Linked DNA regions of Anser cygnoides: all the other regions are linked to region 1. The links are chromatin contacts, called in public Hi-C maps. All regions are on one chromosome and are shown on one strand. Each heading gives the region's core, a stretch centred on a gene start, on an enhancer-like site or on the middle of the called end of the contact. The rest is flanking DNA. Distances are from core to core; before and after follow the strand shown. Region 1 overlaps LOC106032688 (a long non-coding RNA gene). Region 2 overlaps ZMIZ1 (zinc finger MIZ-type containing 1). Region 3 overlaps ZMIZ1 (zinc finger MIZ-type containing 1).

Region 1 (4,603 bases), core at 987-3,486:
GATCTCTAGGTTTGTTCTTACTTGGAAATTTCTGCTGATTAAGAGACTTCAATAACTACACCCCCCCTCACCCTGTAGCTTCTGTCCTACAGATAAAAAATTGAAATCTGCTCAACATTCACTTAGGCATTTTATTCACAACTCTACTACTCTTTAGCAGGTAATTAGATGTAAAACAATAAAGGCTGCTCATCTGGCTGAAGTGAGGAAAATATTATACTAAACAGTAAGGGATGATTAGCTTCCTGAATCTCAATAAAGGATACAAGCAGAGAAAGTCAGCTTTTAAAAACAAAACAAAACAAAAAAATCAGGACAGACAGTATCATCATGATATATAGTTACATCTTTAACATAAAGAGGTAAACCACAAGGTAATACATCATATTAGACTGAAGATGGTTTAAAAACACTTGCTCTTTTATCCTTAATATAACATTCACTTACTAGATAACCCCCAGCAGAGACTCTCTCCTTTACAATGTGAAAACTCATTCCATAACTGTACCCCAAACAGGATTGTAACCCCATGCTGTTTTGATCAGCCTCCTTGCTAGCCAAAAATTTCATCTGATTTCCAGAGGAACACATTTGCTCATAGGAGACCAAGTCACATCTCGTGCTCTGACAAGGACAGTTGCATTGCTGGAACCCGCTAAGCAAGTGACAGCCAACAACTGCTACCAGCAAGACTCCCTTTTAGGGTGGTCACACCAGCTCACTGAACTACAGCAGGCAAACTGAAAACCTGGTGTTTTGAGGGCACCAGGACAGCTGGGGGCCTGATGCAGCAAACTGGAGAAAAGATGACGGGTTAATCTTTATATACCTCAATCCACATTAGCTATGCCAAAAGCATAAAACTGAACTGGCTGAGATTACATTTAGGCCATCTCCAGCCGATTTTCCAACCCTGCCCCATTTGAACATGGGGTTTGATTCAATCAGAAGTGTTTTTAGAGCTAGCTAGGTTATATATTTGCTGTCCCTAGCTGTTCATTTCTGCCCCTACGCTCTGCCTCACACCAGCACAAGCATTTGTGCAGCTGATTTTCCTCAGTTCTCTTTGCAGTGCAATCTGGGTGAAAGTTAAAAGGAGAAATGGGGGTGTTTTGGACAAATCACTTTGCTGAATAAATTCACTCTACATATGTGAGAAGGAAGAGGGAAAAAGAAAAAAAAAGAGCAGTGCTAGAAGATACCTAAATTCTGCCAGACTGCAAATGGAAAGGTCTTTCTGGTGTTCTCCCACATGGAATATTCCCAATTCACAGCAAGAGTCAGCCTGCAAGCACCAAGTCCTGAAGCATCACTCCCTTCAGAAGGTGCTGAAGACTTTCCCCCCATGAGCCCACCTGAAGGGGTGGTCATCACTGCAGCTGCAAGCTGGCTACTGACAGCCCCTGTATCTGGGGCAGGAAGGCAGAGCACAGCCCCACCAGCATCAGCAGTGCCGCCACACATGGAGCGTGCAGGGGTGCCTGCACTGGTACCTGTTCCGGGTCTGGCTTAGTGTAAGGGGAGGGAAAGATTAATCCTAGAGTTCTTCTAGCTTCATCCACCTGCATGAGCTTCCCCCGGTTAATGAACGGCGTATGTAGCAGCAAAATACAACAAAATGCTGAATTCAAACACTTGTGCTCCTAACCCACTCACATAGCATTATCTGAAAGACCCTGCAGCAGTTCACTAGGTATCCATCCTCATCCCTGGGTGATGGGATGCAGGGGCACTTCAGTGGTGGAGTAAGTCCTTTCTGCCCTTTGCCCGTCTTTCACTTTTTGCCTCTACCCTAAAGATCTGATTTCTGCTGCTTGAAAACATGACTGCAATAAGGCAGTGTTTTCCTTCAACTAAAATTCATTTTAAAAACAATTCTCTGTATGTAAACTCTAGCTAGATTTATTTTTCTATTATAAATTGAAGTTTACTCTTGGCAGATGATGAGGGAGAACTGGCTTAGTGGAAAGCAAAGATATATTCCTCCCCTGACTTGTTTTGTCCGGTCACTTTCCTCCATTTGCCAGAAATTACAAAGCGATCGACTTCAAAGGCACCACACATTGCGAGCCAGAGACTGACTTGTGAGCCTGCTTGCCCTGGGTGCAGGCGCTGGCTGCAGTGAGTGCTGTGGCTGCACACTGGGGCAGGCACGGCTGCACCTCTGCTAGCAGCCCTCTGACACCTGAGGAAACAGCAATTCCCTGCTGGCTGGGCTCCTTTAAACCCCGCGATACACAGAGAGAACGCTTTCCTATTGACATAAAAAATTCCTCTTTAGCACTAAGTATTGTTAATAAGCAGCCGCAGGATCTGGGGCCACGCTGCAGGCTCGTGTGTGTACGGACTGCCAGCAGTCCCGGCGGTGCAGCTGGGTGGGTGCCCCTGGGGACGCTGACACTGCCTGCCCTGACCCAGGGACCACCACAACCGCTGCCATGACCTGGAGCACGGGGTGCTGGTGTGCAATTAAGGCAGGCTCATGACGTGCCTCTCCCTGCTCCCCACCCTTGGCACGCACTTCTGCTGCTTCCCCTTGAGCCAAGCCTCGCACTTCTCTAACCCCACGGTGAACCTGCTCAGAGCGCGGAACTGGCAGGACAGCTTACCCTGCCACATGAACAAACAAAGCCCTGGTCAGCTTTCTGCCAGATGTCCTCCCTCCCTCCACCACTTGTGCTGATCGCCGGCACAGCAGCGGCCAGCCAAGGGGCAAGCACAGTGGTGCGCTCGGCATTAGGTCAGGCACATGTTGCTGGCACTCATCACTGGGTCAGCCTGGTTAAAACACCACACCGCATCCTGATGAGTCTGACATTCTTGATAGCCTGCCTTTGTCCCAGTGGGAGTATGGCCAAACATGGCCTTGACCACCACAGAGGTGCTCCAGAGCAAGGCTTCCAGCAGTGACAGCTGCCCTCACAGTACTTCCACCTGTAGAGCTCATTAAAGCTGGTAGGTGAGCTCGTTCTCCTCTTGCTTTCTAAGCAGGAGGGAAAAATAAGAGTCCCTTTAATGAGTGAGAGGGTTAGAAATAAGGAGACCCTGACATAAGACTGTAGATGCCGCAGTAAGGCCTGTTTGGAAAGCCCTTATAAGTGACTAACTTCCCACCCGGAATTTCTACAGTTGTATTGGTGCCCACAGGAGTGATTTTAGAGGGAGACAAGAGGCAGCCAGGAAGGGGAGAAAAGTAACAGCCAGGAACATGACCCCAGGGAGGGCAGGAAGGGGGAGCTCTGTAACATGAAGCTATCTGAGAAGACAAGCATGGACCTAAGACTAACCTTTTGGGAAACAGGACTGTAGTTTTAGTCAATGAACAGAGCCACAGTAGAGATGCATCCCCTGTATGCATGCAGTCCTCTCTTCTCTGTTTAGCAGGCGTGCTTAGGTCAGGAGCTCTCCGCCATTTCGGACTCAATCAGTTAGCCCGGTGCTGGTACTGGGGAGACTGTTCCCATGTCTTGTAACCCTGCACATTCCCCAGGCTGTAAACAGCACAGGTCCTGCAGATAGATCCTGGCATTTCACAACCACAGCAGAAAGCAACTCTTTCTGTTCTCCATCCAAGGAAAGTTGAGGCTTCCCCCCTCCACCTTTTTCTCTTTCCCCTTTTTTTTTTTTTTAAGTGCAAGTAGTTTGTGCTAAGCAGCTGTCATTATTTCAAATGGAAAGTGTGATCAGTGGGACTGGTTAGTAACTGCCGTTGTCCAGTTTGACTGTTATCGTATTATCTAGCCATAATGCCTGCAAATGACACGGACACAAATATGACTTTTGACAAAGTATTGTATTCATCTGAGCTCTTGAATGGTAGCAGCACCAAAACAGAGGTTTTCTGTCTCTCCGTGAAAGAAGGGAGGAAAGAAATAGGGGGGCGGGAGGGGGGAAGTGACTGTAAGATCTCTCTTTTCCACCCTGACAATTTTGTGTGTGTGAACTACAGTAGCTTTTTGTATTCTTGAAAACTGGCCACTCCTAACCGATGAGCTCAGAGCTGCTTGAGTCCTGAGGAGACAGGGCAGAAACTCAGCAACAGCAAATCAGCATAGCTGCACTGAAGCAGTGTGCAGTGGTGATTTATGCCAGCTCTGAGTCTAGTTTCATCCTGTTTAAGGACACAGCTTATTCCAGTAAAGAACCTCACTCAGCTTACAGGCAGAGGATGAAGCAGCATTTAACTGGAGGGAAAAAAACAAAACACAGACACTTGCAAATGCAGAGGAAAAAGCCCTGGACTAGAAAGGTTTTTAGTAAAGAAGCTACTGTTTACACCAGTACACTACTCCTAAGAATTTTTCAGAAGCCACACAGGCCAGGATTGCATTTGCTTTCTTCATGGAGGGAGTATAAAAATGCACGCCCAGGAACAGCAGTAAAGGCACATCTCCTCAGACAGCAAAATGCCTTCTGGAGCTCATTAGTACTGGTAGAGTGAGCAATACAGGGTGGAGTGACTGCAGATATCTACATCTACTGAAGAGGTGCAGTGCATTTTTCCCCGTGGGAGGAAAGCAATACATGGAAGTCGACCCTCCTCTCATCAGCTGCCTGCTGCCCTTCCCTTTGGAAGGCACACCTCATTATCAGTTCCAGCTCC
Region 2 (4,603 bases), core at 1,119-3,618, 220 kb before region 1:
GTCAAGATATGAAACACCAAGGAATACGAAAAATTAAGCCATCATTGAGACTAACAAATGCCTTAGATTTGGCAGTAGAGTATTTCTTTAAATCTTTATGGCATTCCTACTTATGCACGGTAGCAGAGCAAACTCGTTAGGGCTGCATGTAATACATGCACATTATTTTTGATGGTGGAAAAAAAAAACAACCTATACTAAGGGAAAACACTGAGGTGAAAGAAATTTAAAACAGTACACTTGTGCATGTGTGTGTTATCTTTTCCACTTCATTTCATTACACTAAACATCTTGTTTATGAACAAAAAGTTTTTTCATCTGGGTCAGAAACCATTCTTCCTAAGACAATAGGAAATAGACAGGGTTGCATGTACAGGAGTACACACATGAAAAAAAGCAGCAAAAATTAAGAGGATTTTAAAAGTAACAAGAACAAAACAAAAAACAAACAAACAACAACAACAACAACAAAAACCAGAAAACCACAACAGTAAAACCCTTTCAGAACTTTGTGCCCAGGTTTTATAAGGCAAAACTCTTCAAAATTTTCTTCTTAGCTAAAAAAGCACCTGTAAAACAGGTTTCTTCATGTGGAAACCCCTTATTTCTGTCATTTAGTTTTGAGCTGAACCTTCGTTTACTAAAACCCTTTTGTAGAACATTGCTGAAATACCAAAAATTTTCCTTTGTCCACTTTCCTCAAACAACAATGACAAAGGAGGGCTCTAAGCTTACCCACAGAAAGTGAAACCCCCGCATCCTTGTTTCACTTCTTAAAACAGAGAAAGATAAAAAATCAGGAGCACTCATTTTCACAATCAAAGAACATTATCCAAGAGCTCTTACTAAAGCATCTAATGAAAACATACATAACCTCTCTCCTTCTCCTACGAAATAAAGCGTAAGGGTCAGCTATGTGATATCAGCTGCAGATATATATGTATGTGTGCATGCTTTTTTGTGTTTTTTTTTGTTGTTGTTTGTTTGTTTTTTTGTTTTCATCATCCCAGCCTTTTGAGCTTGATCAATATACAAACTTCCATTCCCAGCATTATCTGCCACTCATGAGAGTGGAGACAGAAGTGGGTACTTCTCCCCTTTTGGCTAAATCAGAACAGATCTTAGCAGCAAACAGCTATGGGAACAGAAGGCACTCCAACTGATGCGCTAAAGGCCACACTAATGAAAACAGTTGTACACTTCTGGAAGAAGGGAAAAAAAAAAAACAAAAAGTAATTTTAACATCCTATTTTGCTGCCAGTCAAATCACTACTAAAAATCTGCATTATCAACACTAATTTCATCATTTTTTGCCACTGTTCCTACCAGGTGTGCCAAAACCTACAGAAAAGCATTTATATCTCTAATTGTGAAGCTGGGCATTTTGCTTGAGTTCAAATCTATCCACTGCCAAGTCCTTCTTGTTGACATACTTAAGGCCAGTTCAGTGAACACTGCGATACCCAAACCACCTCCTTCTGCAGCAGAAAGTACTGCACATACACATTCCCATGTGGAGCACCATGGGGCCAGGGGACATCACCGGCTTTGCCTTTACAAAGGAGGAAAGCTGCAACGCTGCAACCTACGGAAGATAGAGGCAAACATGCATTTACAGACCCAAGCCTTTTGTGCAAGTTAATGTTACAGAGAAATAAAAGCACTGAAAGGAAGGATCACACAGACGTGTCGGAGAGAAAGAGTCCTATCTTGGGATTTTACAGCTAGACGCAGTCTGAGGGTGGTGCGGGTCCCCCCAGCCTCCCCTGCCAGCCGCTCGCTGCAGCAGATGGGCTGCAGCAGGCTCCTCTCTCCTCCATCCCACAGCACGAGCTGTTACGCAAGTGCTCCCAAACTGGTAGCCCTGGATCTTGGTTTTCTGCTCCTCTGGGAGGGCTTGAGGGCAGCATGCAGGGCCTCCCCTCGTGCCAAGCCCTGACAGGCTGCCCACGCTGAAACTCTGGGCCAGCTTCGGCTCGGGGAGGCAGCCAAGAGCAGAACGCGTTGCACAATTTGTGCTCTCTGCGGACATCTGAGCTGGAAAGACAGTCATTGCAACAGCAAGCTGAAGTTTGCCTCGGGATCTTGTAAGTTTTACTGCAGGCTGTTCCTAAACTCTTCCACGGATGGCATTTGTAAAACTTGGATTAATTTTCTGTGACGCTCTAGAGGGGGGGCAGAGACCCTAAACTAAAACCCAGCCCTCCCTCACCAACCTCACTTCTCACAGCCATGTAAACATCCGCTCACTTCTTTCGTGTCCTCAGAAAGCCTCTCCCTTCAACATGCCAGAAGCTTTTAACCCGTATTCAAGACGATAGCATCTAGCCCCTGCTCTGAACAGGCACAACAGCAGCAGAGAAACTCCAGCAGACGAGCCCTGGGAGACCCTGCTCCAAGCCTTGGAGATGTGGGACTGCCACCGAGCTCTCCCCTGCCCCTCGGCGGGCAGAGCTGGCCTGGGAGCTCATGACTGCACCCCAGCTTTACGTGGGCACGGGCAGCGCAGTCAGCGACCGTGTGTTTTTATCAAGAGAGCGATGGGGAGGTTTCAACAGGCGAGGCGCAGGCAAACGCTGCCTCCTGCCAGCCCCTGGGGGTGGGATGGGCACCCAGGAGGGGAGAGCTGGTGGGGAAGGACTGTTTGTGCCACACGTGACTCGCGGCCTCGGCTAGTAATTAATTCTTCCTCTCGAGAGAACACATCCCCATGCCAGCCCACCCACCCTCCTCTCGAACAAACACAGCACCATGGAGGTCAGGGAGGGGAGGACTCGGTAACAGGGAAGAAAAAAACAAAACAAAACAAAACAAAAAACCCAAGCATTTAATATTTACATAAGAATGAAATGTTTCATTAATTACATACAGAATCAATTTGCAGCTATTTTCCTTAAATTTCTCAGTCAAACCCACCGATTTGAAGCACTTTGAACTGCGCTGCACCAGTAATTGTGGATGAATATTTTAGATCAGTCTTGAATCACTGTACTGCATATACCGAATGAACTAATAAGCTGCTCATGTGTGGACTACTAATGCATTTCCTTTCTTTCCTAGACAGATGGAGTGCAGTCTAAAATCAGTTGGATTGGCTACTGGGAATCTTCAGAAAGGCTTACAAAAACCTTTAGGTCTGCTGTTTTATTAAAAATATTACTCAACAGCCTGCGTGTGTCTAAAAGGAGCCAAAAAAGAAGCAGAAAAACCCAAACAAGTTTGCAAAGGCATGAATGAACAGTTGGACATTTCACGCGACAGCAGCAACCTGCACAGAGTGACAACGAATACTGCAACTGAAAGGTTACTACAGGACTACCGAAACGATGGACATTATTGCCACCTACACCGCATTTATCACAATATGGCTGCTTACGGACAGTCATTTTAAATTACATACTGTGGCATATCACTTCTGTCATCTGACAGCTGTATTCTAGTTTACAGAAGCATCTGTTGAGTCATCAGGAGATCAGAATAGCTAATTGCACTTTGGGGATGCTTTCAGAGATTAAAAGTCCCCTTATTTCAAGCAAATTTTAAGTGTCCCCATAAATTGAACTCCTTTTTCATATATAAAATTAACATATGCACCCACACTCCAGTGAAATTGATGTATGAAATGTGAAGAATAACTTCCCTAAAGGATTATCTGTTTTCTTCTGCCTCAACTGTGCTCAGCAACGTGGAACAGAAAACAAAGATATAACCTGAATCCCATGTAATTCTGAAATATGAACTAAGACGTGGCCTCCGCTGGCTGGACACAGAATGCAGAGGAGTGAACCTTCACTCTCGAGTTTTAAAAATAAAAATGTAACAGCTGTAAACTGTTAGATGTTTGACATCTCTTTCCTTTGCAAAATAGTTATGTTTCCCAAGTTTATACTATGCTTTATTCTACAAGAAACACAGTACATGCTGTATCTTTGACCATCACAAAAGAGTATTAGACAAGCCAGAAGAACCCAGAAGATTAAACACGGATGTAAACATTAAACCATCCACCATCTGAAATTGTACCTTGTACCAATTGCTTCTTAAACGCAGGTAGGAACAGAAGGCAAGTGATCACCTTTCATATATCTAATTATCCAAACATTTGAATTAAAAAGATCAAAAAAACTTGTGGAAAACTTCTGTGAGTTTTCAAAACGCATGAGCAGTTGCTTCCAAGCTGAAGTTCATTGGAAGCTTCCAGCCTCCACAGCAGTCGGAGGGTTAATATAACATATTCCCTAAGAAGGATCTATCATATAAACTTGGACTTAAAACAATCTAGCAGTGGATTTTTTGTTTGGTTGGGGTTTTCCAGAAAAAGAGACAGTTAGTCCATTGTTTCTCAGACATGACTGAATTTGCCTGTTCTGTAGCTCATGAACCACAGAGTTCAATTAATCAAATATTTGATTTCACTCAAGAAGTCATCACAGCCCTGAAGTGCTACTGCATAACCAAGAACACCATGCAAGCTTACAGGCACCAAGACCCCAGCTAGGTTTTGCTTTGCCATAAATCCTAACCTGACAGCACATCTCAGACAATCTAAGCAGACCATTATTCTTTAGTGCTGAGGAAATCAAACTTAAAGGGAGAGTGTAAA
Region 3 (4,603 bases), core at 936-3,435, 180 kb before region 1:
GATTTTTCTAAGTACAACAGCTGACCTGATAAAAATTAAAACCTTCTACCTACAAATCTTGTCCTGCATATTAAACATAAATCTACTCATTTTTACACAAAGTACTTGTTTAAAAGTTCTAAAGCGAAGAAACATGAAACCAACGTTTTCCCCTAAGGTAAGTGATTTCTTTATAATTTTTCTAGCATCACTTCAATAAACAAACGCAGGCCCCAGAAGACAACTGGATGGAGGCATTATGGCTGCTCCTGTCTCTGGCAAGTAGGTAATGCTTCATCAAATGTCTTTCTTTAATTTTCTACAGTAGGCTTTGTAGGAATATGAGAGAAGTTCTAGATGCTACTGAAAATCATCAATAATTGCAGCATTCTTCTGATTTCATCCATACTTACCACTAGCTTGTTTCTATCTCACAGAAAGAGGGGCTGTGTATGAAATCAGGCATTTCAAAAACTGTTCTTTACACCTACTTCTTCCCTCCAAATAGCATGACTCCATGCATGTCAAAGTTGGATAAAGATGGAAGAATCCTTAACAAAACTTAGTGAACAAAAGGATGTAAAAAGAGACAGAACTGTGATTCCCTGTGTCAAGGACATTTTACTAGACAACTGAGGAAGTAAAATCTGAAAGAGACTGTGGAGAGACCGGTCTTAGGTAACTTTCTTAACATTTCCTGTATTTCTAACTAAAGAAGACTCTGCACTGGAGAAGTTCTTACAGGAATGAAAAAAAAAATATAGCAAAAGACAGAAGACTATCTGAATATAGATGCAATTGTTTTGGACCGTTTAGAGAACAAACCCAAAACTTGCAAGTGGGCTGATGCCTGTACATTTAGCCATTAGCACCAACGCTTTTGCACTGCTCTGCAACGCATTAAAAATAGTTTTGTCAGAAAAAAGTGCAATCAACTGCAACCTAATCTAGTTGTGAGGTCTTCATACAAGAAAGGTATGCAGGGGGTTTTGATTCATTTAGTTTTATTTTCTACCTCCTTCAGCCTGTTAGATTATATGTAAAGTACTGCTGAACTAATTTAAGCAGTCCCTCACCACACCTTCAGGGAGCATATTATCTACACTTCTGTTAAGCACCAATGTGCTACAGCCATTGATGTTATAAATGTTGGTTTATTATCATGGCAGCAAGTCACGCTAGGAACTGCAATAAAATCTATTAACATTTTATTCAAGTTCATGGTCGTATTAGGTCAAGTACTTGTGAATAAACTCTAGAGGATGAAGGACTAGCTTTAAGACTGTTGTTACCAATTGGTTACATTTTAGTAGATTTATTATTCGGCACAAATTGTAGAGCTCTGACTTAGTTTCACCAGGGACAAAAATATCTGTAAGATAACCAAGTCTGAGAAGAGCAAGAGGGAGGAAAAATAAATATGTGTCTACGTAAGTATCCTTAGAGTGATCAACACCATGTTAGATGAGACCAGCACATCGTTCTGATAACAACAATCCTATGCCGCATGTGTGCCTTGAGCTGCTTCATCAGAAACCATAGAAAATACAGACCAACGTTACTTATATAAGCATTTGCAGTCTTCAAACACCACAACCCAACAGGAGGCAGACATTTGTTCCAGATAAAATTCTTGTGAATAACATTTTTCCTCAACAATGTGGTACAAACTGTGTCAGTGTTTCTTGGATACTGAATTTTAAAGACTGTCAGCTCCCCGCAGCATAACCAACCCCTTGTTTTTCTCAATGTGCGCCAGTTGGACGAAAGTATTATTTAATTTAATTATGAAATATAGCTCAGAACAGAATTATTCCAAGCTCTGCAGCAAGATTCCATTTGTAACTCAAAGTAGTGTAAAAACAAGAGTTAATTGCCTGTACAAATATTTCAGGGTAGTGTTTACGTAATCAACAGTACATTAAGTACCAGAGTTGTGCTCTACTGATAGGTGAAAGAACAACTTTGAAAGGCAACTGCGTTGCCAATTAGCTTTCAACAAATATGTACACAAGCTGTGCTTGCAGGCTTGCGCTCAGCTTCCTCATTCTCTGCAGATTGCCCGGTTTTATAATGGTGAACTCCTTTATACTCAAACACCCAGCTAACTTCGCACCGCTCGAACAAGAGAAGGCAGCGGGTTTTATTCAGCCGGAGCTGTAACGCACCCAAATGTCACAGCTTAGGACCGTGATCTTTGACCAAAGCCACGTTCCAGTCGCAAGCGTGGGACACAAACCCCTTCGGCCGGAGCAGGGAAAATAAAACCACGGCTGCAGTTAGCCCCAGGAGGACGGAGCTTGCCTGCAAGACCCTGCAAGGCATACAAATGTCCCACTGGTCCCAGCTCCCGCATGTGCCTCCAGAGAGGCTGAGCCCTGAGCGCGAACACCCACGCGCATGCTCGCAGCAACTGCGCCACGGTTTTGCCTAACAGAGCTGTACACAAATAAAGAACCAAGCCCGGGTTCACAAAGCCACGTGAAGAGATTAACGCTCGTAGTCTTTGGGAATACCTGCATCGTGCTCCTCCCAGAAAATGGACTTGTTTTCCGTCCAGGAAAGCGAACTGCCTGGGGCTGAGGCCTGCACCTCCGCCACGTTGCGCAGGGCCTGGGCAGCACTGGACAGCAGCGTGCGGAGCTCCTCACAGGGTGCTCAGCAGGTGACTGCCAGCAGCCTTATGACTGACTGGGTCTGAAGGAAACATTTTGTAACTAGCTTAACAACAAATGCTAAAACAGCTTTCTGCAGTGCTTCCACGTTTCAGGCCTTTCCACAAGATATTTCTTACGCAGGCTGAGTTACTGTTCTGCTTGCTACGATGGAAACAAGTCTGAAGGTGAAAAGAGAGAAAGTTTATAGAAACAGGAAAGTTAAAACAATTCTGGAATTCTGCTTCATAAATTCCTTTAACTCACATAATGTTATATAAATTGCAATTTTGATAATAAGACAGCTGAAAATAAGTCTAGTCTTGTAAGTTGTGTGGGTGTATGGTTATGCTTATGTAACTTTCGATATCCACATTACTTTACAAGCATATGTTTAAGTCTGCTGCTGTGGATATCTCTGCTCTCCATGTGCATGTTTTGTTTCAGTACTCAGGAAAATCACCACTCTGCCATACTGCATAAAGCTTACGAAACCTTTTTGCTAAGTAGAAGTTATCAGTTTTTGAGCTAGTACCCTCATGGTATTAAGCTGAAGGAAGAGAGAGAAGGAGACTTAAAAGTACAGCTGAAGTCTGTGTGGCCCTGCTGCCACTGATTACGAAAAGTAACTTCTCCAGCATTTTCTGTAAAATGGTTCACATCTGGTCTGTGTTACAACAGAAGGGGTTGCCTGACGATCTGTCACAGCCACCCAAAGATACCAAAGAATAAACAACTGATCCTTTGATGTGCTTGTGGGACAGACAGCTGAAAATCTGTGGGTCTTATTATTTTTTTTTTTTTTTGCTAATGCACTGCACAGCACAAATAAGTCCCCCCTACTTTTTCATTATTCTTTTGTAAATCTGCTCGTCTCAGATACAGTATGTTACCAAGTTGGGATGTCCACATCTTAAAGTGGCTTATATATGCAGCAATGTTAGCCTTCACCGAAGTGGGTATTTGAACTTTTGTTGAGGAGTAAAGGACATGACATGCATTTTCATAAAACATAAAATTTTTACATTTTAAAAGCAAGCTTAAATTCACATTCATCTGCAGAAGTACTGACAAACAACTCAGACCAGCTTGTGTACCTCAGTGTACGCAGCCTGAGCAAACGAACGCCTCCTTGCTGCTGGGTGTGACTGGCCACTGCCTCCAATTACAGAGGATGAGCAATGCCAGCACCGGCACCTCTGAGCTCAAACCCTGCAAAAGCTTTCGACACCTCTCTCATTTGAGAGGAGAGTGAGCTGAATATGGTGACATTTTCTCCAACAAAACCGTATCTATTCATGTGCCTTTATAGGGATCTTTAACAAAGGGCTCTAAAGTCCAAGTTCAACTGTAAGGAAGGAAAGGGATTTGAAATCTAATTTCTGTGCACTTCTCCCCGATCATGAGGCCTCAGTATCAGTAACATACCCAAAGAAAAAAAGATCGCTGCTTCGAATATAAATGAATTGGAACGCACTGCTATAGAATCAAAATAAAAGATTGAAAATACGTATGGTGACTGTACTACATTAATTATTAAAGCTGCTTGAGGAACAGGAGGACCATATGGAGTAAAATAATCCACAGAAATAATAAAAGTCTCATAAGAAGCTATGTTATCTTTAAATAAATTTTTAATAGTTTCAAATTGTATTTATATAAATATACAGCTTCACAGATCGTCTTACAGTATCTTTTGAGTAGTCGGGTGGGTTTTTTTAGTATTATTCTCTCTCCAATTATTGACATAGGAAAATACATTGCTATGTTTTACTTTACATTTGGATGTACATAACCTTTATTTTCTGTGATAGCATTTGAAAACTTCCCTCTCCTTCTCTGAACACTGTATACATTAGACCTTTCCAATTATATCAACCGCAGTTTTATTCCTACCTAACGATGGCACAACTTGCACATGATTTATATACAGCTGGCCACGCACCAAATTGTATTTCTTCCTCCTAGAA

What was found. A called contact is a pair of places that touch in the nucleus more often than the background predicts.
Region 2: a Hi-C map of liver shows a contact between it and region 1, with 2.2 times the contacts expected there. The contact joins two enhancer-like sites. A contact is called at or near these places in 2 of 7 Hi-C or Micro-C datasets (both in liver).
Region 3: a Hi-C map of liver shows a contact between it and region 1, with 9 times the contacts expected there. The contact joins two enhancer-like sites. A contact is called at or near these places in 2 of 7 Hi-C or Micro-C datasets (both in liver).

Annotation. Positions count from the first base shown.
Region 1 is chr7:34,375,110-34,379,712 of Taihu_goose_T2T_genome, forward strand. The region is part of intron 6 of LOC106032688 (a long non-coding RNA gene); the gene reads right to left. Among named protein-coding and RNA genes, the nearest start is that of ZMIZ1, 110 kb to the left of the region's middle. Within about 2 kb of position 2,237, at least 2 of the 3 cell types and tissues checked have open chromatin away from gene starts, as enhancers often do. A contact at or near this core is called in liver, where this site is marked.
Region 2 is chr7:34,150,148-34,154,750 of Taihu_goose_T2T_genome, forward strand. All of the region lies in intron 2 of ZMIZ1 (zinc finger MIZ-type containing 1), which reads right to left. Among named protein-coding and RNA genes, the nearest start is that of ZMIZ1, 110 kb to the right of the region's middle. Within about 2 kb of position 2,369, at least 1 of the 3 cell types and tissues checked has open chromatin away from gene starts, as enhancers often do. A contact at or near this core is called in liver, where this site is marked.
Region 3 is chr7:34,193,101-34,197,703 of Taihu_goose_T2T_genome, forward strand. The region is part of intron 2 of ZMIZ1 (zinc finger MIZ-type containing 1); the gene reads right to left. Among named protein-coding and RNA genes, the nearest start is that of ZMIZ1, 70 kb to the right of the region's middle. Within about 2 kb of position 2,186, at least 1 of the 3 cell types and tissues checked has open chromatin away from gene starts, as enhancers often do. A contact at or near this core is called in liver, where this site is marked.